2 separate regions of the Onychostoma macrolepis genome follow, and region 2 is linked to region 1. The links are chromatin contacts, called in public Hi-C maps. All regions are on one chromosome and are shown on one strand. The core of a region is the stretch at or near the end of the contact, and the rest is flanking DNA. Distances in the headings are between cores, read along the strand shown.

Region 1 (3,899 bases), core at 858-3,357:
AAAGAGATTTGCGCCATCTGCTCAAGTGCATGCGCTCTTAAAATTTTACTGTAATAATGCTGCCATCATGTGGTCGTTGTTGGTATACGACACTGTCATCCGTTTTTATCTTTCACTAGCCGCAATGGTTGTGATCATCGTGTTTCTTCCAGATTAAATAAAGTAACAAACAGCAGGTGACATAGTTACATCAACACGATACTCATATTATGGTAACGTGAATAATTAGGTTCGTCTCAGTTAATCCCGCTTTACGTGCGTGTGTGTAACAGTATCTGACGCAGGCTAAGAGTAACTACTAAATCTTGTAAACTCTTGAGTTAGTTTAAGACTTAGGTGCGGTGCACTGTTTGCACAATGACACATCCAAAGAGAGACGAGGAAAAATAACAATAGTCTACACATTCATCAAGGAATGTCTTTAGGATAATTGTTAACTTTTTTAGTTTACTTTGAGATATTTGTTAGCTTTTTTGTGGAATTCGGAGAAGAAATCTTTGAATTGTATGGAAAACGAGAGTACAGCTAACAATGTGGCGTGGACATTACCAAACAAAGACAGGCAAATGTCCTTCAGCAGATAAAGAGCAGTCCACACCTGAAGGGAAATAAAGTACAGGCGCTTTCCACAGACTATATAAAACTCTCTGAAAGCAGCGACTGACATGGGCCTTTAAGTTCATTATCATGTATCATTCCCTTGTTTTTTTATTCCTTACTATTTTTATTCTTTCCCTTATTCACTATACTGTATAATTTTATTCTTTTGTAATTAGAAAGCACATAAAATATGTGCACCCCTGGTCAGGCTGGTCTTTTGGCGGTTTTTGTTTTGTTGTTGTTGCTAGTTTTAACTAGGGCTGTAAAATTCAGAAATTTTTGGAATCGAGTCCGATTCCGATTCCTGGTTCTGGAATCGATGGGAATCGATTCCGAGAATCGATTCCTCTTGTTGTTTTCGATTCTTGTTTTGTTTTTGTTTTTTTAGATCGAAGGAACCTAATCTCGCCATGACTGCAGGATATAAAGGTCGTAAAAAGTGTCCTTCTCATAATATGAAGCTTTATTTGTAAAAAATGACAATAAATTTCTATAGCTATATGATTGATTTTTAAATTGTAATTTTGTCTGCTTTGCCCGTGAAATTAGTCATAGCATTTATCGCATGAATTGAACAAGACATGAAGTGTCTAAAATAAATGTGCACAGTTCAGCTGAATGATGAAGTTTACTTTGACTGTATGCTTTGGATAAAATTAACAAACTGTACATTGAAACATAATAACCAGAACATTAACAATAACACTGATAGAGCTCGTGGTTTATCTGTCAATCAGATGCTCGGCCACTGATCTGCTCGAGACGTTTTCTTTTAGAATTATCATTGGCTGATAGAAATAAAAAATAGTATTTTAGATGGAAATAAGATCCTCAATCACGTCATGATCTATTCTGTCGTGCAGCGCTCAAAATTGTGGACAACATAAGCATAAAATAACCCCTGAATAATTTTTTTTTTTTTTTAACTGGTTCATTAAAACTATCCGAAAGAAACTTTTCGTGGAAACGAATCAGACTTCTAATCACTTTTTGCGAGCATGAGGCGAAGGGTAAATATAAAAATGAAATAGATCTTTCATATATAAAAAATAATCTTTTATCTCACAACTCTCGTAATTACGGCTTTTATCGAGCATGAGGGAGGCGAATGGTGCTTCTCAAACGGAAGGCTGCATCCTCAAATTCTGATGATCTCAGTACCGACTCGTTTTCTTTCAGTTTATTTTCGTGAATTTAAATGTGTGCAGCCTTCGTAGGATGCAGCCTTCCGTTTGAGAGGCACCCATAGATTAGCTTTGTTGAACTGAAAAGAGCTCTGAATGAGGAGTCGATTCCTCTTGATGGAATCGGAATCGACTCTCGATTCCCAACGCCTCGGAATCGAGGAATCGATTCTTTTTGGAATCGATTCCCAGCTCTAGTTTTAACTGACTAGACCAAAATGTGGGCTGGTTCTCAGATTGTTGTACACTTCTACAGCACGCCTACCTTCATGACTAACCAATGACACACTAACTTGAGTTCAACTTGTTACAATGCGAGATAATGAGCAATCACTCATGCCTTCATCTAAGCTGTAGTTTCAGCGCGAGGTTTCTGCGCACCTGTTGGTGATGTAGGCTACGTTAGATCACGAACCTTTGGCGTTCATTTCTTTTCACACTTTCCTCTTTTTATCACTTCCACGTTTTCGAAACATTATCTTTGTGCACAGGTGTATTTTGTATCACAGTTTGTTTGTCCTCGTCTAGTGAAAATATGAACCAAACTGACCTTCGGAGACTTTTTGCAGCATGTGATGGGAATAAGTCAGGAAGAGTGGAATACGAGGACTTTACCAATGTTTGTCGCGAGTTAAATGTGCCTGCTGAAGAGATCAGGACTTTATTCAACAAGTTTGATCTGGACGGAGACGGATACATTAACTTTAACGATTTTTCGTCAAGCTTTCATGAAGTTTCCGAAGCCCTCAATTTGGCTTTGTTGGGAAACAGTTTGCAAAGTCAGAGAAGCGCTTGGGATGAGTTTGAAAACACATTAGACGGAGATGTGGCCTTTTATTTGGGAAGGTAACTACATTTTTACTTGTAAAGTTCAGCTTCACTTATTTTGATAAGCATTTACTGACAAGGGAGAAGCCAAAAGAAGATTTTTTCTTTTTTAAAAAAGAAGTCTTAAAATAAATTGCATGTTTGTGTGTAGCCTAGCCTACTTGTGGGACTTTTGGGACAAATCTGTACACAGAAGTGAGCTAAATCTGACACAACCTGCTCTTATTGAAGTATAATTTTATTTTTAAAGCGAAAAATGCAGAAATCTGTTAGGTTTAGCTTACTGTATTTATAACTAGTTGTAGGCTATATAAAAAACGGTAGTCTGTGCGGTGTCCATATTTGTCTGTCTATATAGTTTACACAAGCTTTTTTTCCCTCCTGTTTATAATCTTTGGACTGCACTAGAACACTTTGACTTTAAAATATATGTGTATGTATGTAAAATTCATGCCAGTATCTGCCTTTACAACTGGATTCACTTTTTCATCCAGTCACATACAGTATATGTCTTATTTTGCTGCTTTCTTTTTCTTGTCTGCAGACAGTGGGATGAATTGAGGGAGTTGTATGAACAGATCCACTCCACATCAGATGAGCTGTTACTGCAGCAATATGAGGATCTCATCAAGGCTCTTGTAGCTGAGAGCAAAGAGCACAGGATGGAGAGTGAACAACTCGAGACCAGTCTACGAAGGTGAGCGGATCATTTCCAGTATTCAGCTGGGATGCTGTGGTGATTCACTATTTACAACAGCTGGTTTGGCTCTTTCAGATTGTCATGACCAGCTGATATGTGATAATTGCACATTGATTTAAAGTCATACATTTTTACATCTTTGTAAGCATTTTAAGGCTATTTTAATTACAAAGGCTTTTAAGTATTTTAATTAATAATTATTTTAAATTTGTCTCTTTGCTGCCCCCTTGAATATTTTCAGGATATAATGAAACCATTATTGAATGTAATATAATACAGCAGTATGTGAAATAAGACCGTAATGTTCAATATCAGAATAATGAATCAACAATTGTGAACTTGGCATGTATTGCACTTTATGGTGAACAGAAGCACTGGCCTTTTTTTTTTTTTTTTTTTTCTGTCCAGGAAGTATTTCTTCTGTTTTAAGTGTTTAATGAATTCCAGTTACAAAGCTTTCATTGTTAAAACGAAGAAAACTTCTACCATTTCTAAGGAAGGAGGAAGCTTAGAAGGAGGAAAATTAGGCTTGAGTTACTAAGCTCATCATTCTCCTTTCATTTCTCAAAACTTATTTATGTGGTTCT
Region 2 (3,899 bases), core at 811-3,310, 140 kb before region 1:
CCGCAATTTGTGTTTGTGATAATTCCAGTAGCCTGTGAAGTACGCATAATTTTGATACCTGAGTTACAGAGTTGGGAAAAGCCTTAATCTTTCAACATGCAGAACAGAGTTGAACACTTTAGCTATTGCATTGCAATGCACTGCATGGCAACCACTCAAAACGTTAAATACAATAATTCTAACTCGCACTTACATTTTTTTCCTTACCATTATGTTACTTTTTCCAAATGCTGCCTTTATGCACATTAGTTATCGTAAATATGAATTGACAATTTGGAAACTACACATTCATGCTCACTAATATTATAATTATGATTGGGAATGTTGGACATGCCAGTCATGCTTGTCAAAAGATCGTATTTGTCCCTTCTCAAGTTATAATTATGTGTACGCTACGTTTGAATGCTTTGTCGTTATTGGAGAGAACAAAACATGGAGAATAACAATGGATTTTTATCTCCAACTCATGGGTCAAAGACAAACAAACAATAAAAAACGTGTCCCCATAATGTGTTCCATTTACCAATAGTTCTTCTACCAAAAAAAAAAAATTGTCAGGTATATTCAGAATCGCAACAAGAATAATTAGATTCTTAGATTAGATCCGTTAAGCTGAATGGTGATGAAATATTAATTCACCCATATTTTGACGTTTTACTTCTGTATAAAATAATTTTGTAAATTAATTTGATGTGGACACCAAAATAGGACATCTTGTCTTTGACCCACATGCTCCTTTCTCTGTGTACAAATGTACATTATGGTTAAATGGAGACAGACGTATGTATCTGACAGAAACAGCTTCAGCTAACAGGGATGCTTTGCTTCAAAAAAAAAGAAAAGAAAAATTCACAACTGAAATGGTTCTCTTCTCCACCACATTGAAAGGTTATTGGTTAAACGAACATGGTAACTTGAGTCTCTCTCAGGTTTTATTGCTGCCTTCAAGTGAATTTCGAAAGCTTTTGCCTCCTAGTTGGGCGTTCATTTTTAGGACATCACACATTTAAGTTGAAAACATAACAAGGAAGTAGCCTTAAAATAAAACAATAATCCAAAATAACTACATCTGAATTCAAAATGATTAAAATTATTCATATCCATACCTTATAGCAACACAACTAAATGTGTTTTCGTTACATAAAACGAACCGTGAAGTTGAGTGATTAACTTCACTACAGACTTCCTGATCTCTGAGAGTGTTTCTGCCATGCATGTTTCAAATGAACAAGCCCTTACAATGTCACAACTCGGCAATTTGTGTAGCCTATCATCTAGAATGCAGAGTTTCCCACTTGTAAATACAAATTTGATTCATGTGCTCGGAACCAACATGATGTGAAGGCTACCAACGGGTGTGCAGAAAATGATCTGCAACTTGATACCATTGTAAAATTAGACACTCGCTAGTAACAAACAACTAAGAGGCTGCAACTGAATATGCATACTTCCATATATGTACTAGAAAAAAACAACAACAACAGAGTAGTATGTCCAAATTCACAGAATTCTTAAAACTGTAGGCAAAAAGTTCCCGGATAACCTACTACTTTCGCGGAGATTCTTAAGTGTGCATTCGATGGATGCTATCCTATAACTGAATGGAAGATAATAGGCTTTACTCATGCTGGTAGGCCTTATAACAATGCCAACATTCATATTACACACATTCATAGAGTAACTTACTTTTTTTAACAGTTGTGAAGGAAGTTCTTATTCAAAAAAGCACGTCTAACACTGCTAGAGATTCATTGACCTCAAGCAATTTAATTAAACTCTGAAGCAAAATAGGCACTTTTTTGCTGTTAAGTAGGCATAAATAGGCTAAATAGGCCTACACCTATACTACTCACAACATTAAAGGCATGTCATTTTTTTTTTTTTTTTCAAAAAAATTAAAATAAAATAGCAAAGAATTAGCTTTACATGGGTAGACTATGATTATTTATTAAATATAACAATTAAATTAAATAACTCTGAGAAACTATTTATTACCATCGACTGCAGGTAGCTTTCCGCCATCTTAGGTATAGACACGCCCCTTCCAACTTCACGACTCAGGTATCACGGGTCTCCATTCGTTTGGCCCCTAATCGACTTGAAGGAACGTAAAGGCGAGCCATTAGCGAGCACGGACCAGAGGCACTTTACTGCGGCTGTCAATTAATTAACGTCACCCAACTGAGGGAAAAGAACATGCATGTAAGAATGTTCAGATGCCAGTTCACCGCTGATTTGTGATATGCTCGAATGAGTTTAACTCCAGTCGAATGAGTGGAAACAAACGATTGGTAATTGGCACTTTTATTTATGATCCATTGCCCTCTATAGGGCAGACTAGGTACCGCAGGATAAATGAGTTTTACACTAATTTATTATTTTAAAAGAGACACTTCCTGAAAAGACGCTTAATTTGGTCTTAAAGTTATTTTGTGATAAAGTGACTATAGATGTGTTTGAAGAGGACTTGTTCGGTTAGTAGGTTAAATAACTACAACAGTTAGGCTACGTGCTTACAAGTCGTACTAAATACATTACGCAGATCTGACATCGTGGCATTTTTAACAACTGACAAACTTTAAAGATTAGCATGCCAGGCAATAAGTGCTAATTTTTTTGTGCTGCAATGACACTTGTATCCACAAGATGGTGTCTTGCTCTTCTTCAGAGTTCAAAGAAGCTTCACATTCTTATAAATTTGCAAAACCTCATTAAAAAAAATGGCAAAGTATATATTTTTTGTTGTTTTACCCTTTAAATTTTAAAACAACACAATCCATCATAAACTATTATTATTGTTATCATTATTATTTTTAAAATATGTGCATCAACAACTTCAGTATTTGAGTAAAATTATGTTTTGAAAAAAAAATATTACTGTCCCACAATGGCATCATTTCCACCACAAACAAACAAACAAACACAGAAAAAAAACTGAGCTAAATCATGTGCTCATATTCAGCATTTAGCACCGAATATGGACAGTTATTGAAGTTATTTTGAGTTTAATAACTAATAATGTGTATAAAATGTTTATATTTTATAAATGTTTGTAATTCATATAGGCTGTTTGCAAAGTAGATAGATCACTTTCATTGGTTATCAATTTGTCTCATAGCAAGGCTATTTATGGACTTCTTTTACCACTAGATGGCAGTACTTTCATTTGGCTTCTGCATCAAAAAGTTGCTTAAAGTTCTTTCTTTCTTTCTTTCTTGATGAAAAGAAACATGCTGTTAATTATAACCATTAATCAGGCAGTTCCAGATCAAATGTATTGTCAGTCTCTTCACAGTTTCTCACTTTCAGAGAGCCGATGAGATAATGTCCTGAGAGACGCTCTGAGATGATCAGACTAGTATTGGCCTGATGCTTTTTGTCTTGCTGATGGCGGTTTAGATCATTTCCTATCCCGAGTTTCCCATGAGCGCAGTGAGACAGTCCAGGCCTCTGATACTCCTCTGTTTAAAGGAAATGACAGCCTGAAGGTTCAGTAATGGGTAATCTATGCGTCCAGCACTGCAGATGGATCAGCTGTTTGCGTGCATTGAGTCAGTTCTGTCGTCATTTGCTGCAACTCCCTCCTCTGTACCTCTTTAGGGATCATATAGTTGTTACTCCAGCAGGAATTTCAGAAATTCTGTACTCATGCTGCTTATGTAACAGAGCCGCTCCCCACCAAACATACAAATAGGGTGCTAGCGGAGGATCTGAGGGTGAGTAATAAAGTTGAACTGATGTCTTACATGTGTGGAATAGGAAATAAAAGAACTTCCAGATGGAGCCCAACGTCATCGGCTGTCCAAATGTGTGTTGCAATCCAGTGGTTTTGATCAAATTTTCCACAGTTGCATTATTAAAACTCACAATTTTAATGATTTAATTAGTTTGTCAAATAT

Evidence for each region. Hi-C and Micro-C count contacts between places; a contact is called where the count stands out from the background.
Region 2: a Hi-C map of muscle shows a contact between it and region 1, with 17 times the contacts expected there. The contact joins the promoter of sema4ba here to the promoter of zgc:162879 in region 1. A contact is called at or near these places in 2 of 2 Hi-C or Micro-C datasets (both in muscle).

The regions. Positions count from the first base shown.
Region 1 is chr18:14,997,434-15,001,332 of ASM1243209v1, reverse strand. It overlaps zgc:162879 (ras and EF-hand domain-containing protein), which reads left to right and starts at 2,107. Exons shown (of 17, transcript XM_058752352.1): 1 at 2,107-2,630; 2 at 3,157-3,309. The coding sequence starts at 2,320.
Region 2 is chr18:15,139,796-15,143,694 of ASM1243209v1, reverse strand. sema4ba (sema domain, immunoglobulin domain (Ig), transmembrane domain (TM) and short cytoplasmic domain, (semaphorin) 4Ba) reads left to right here and starts at 2,060. Exons shown (of 19, transcript XM_058751467.1): 1 at 2,060-2,202. znf710a (zinc finger protein 710a) reads right to left here and starts at 2,124. Exons shown (of 5, transcript XM_058751475.1): 1 at 1,996-2,124. The coding sequence starts at 2,022.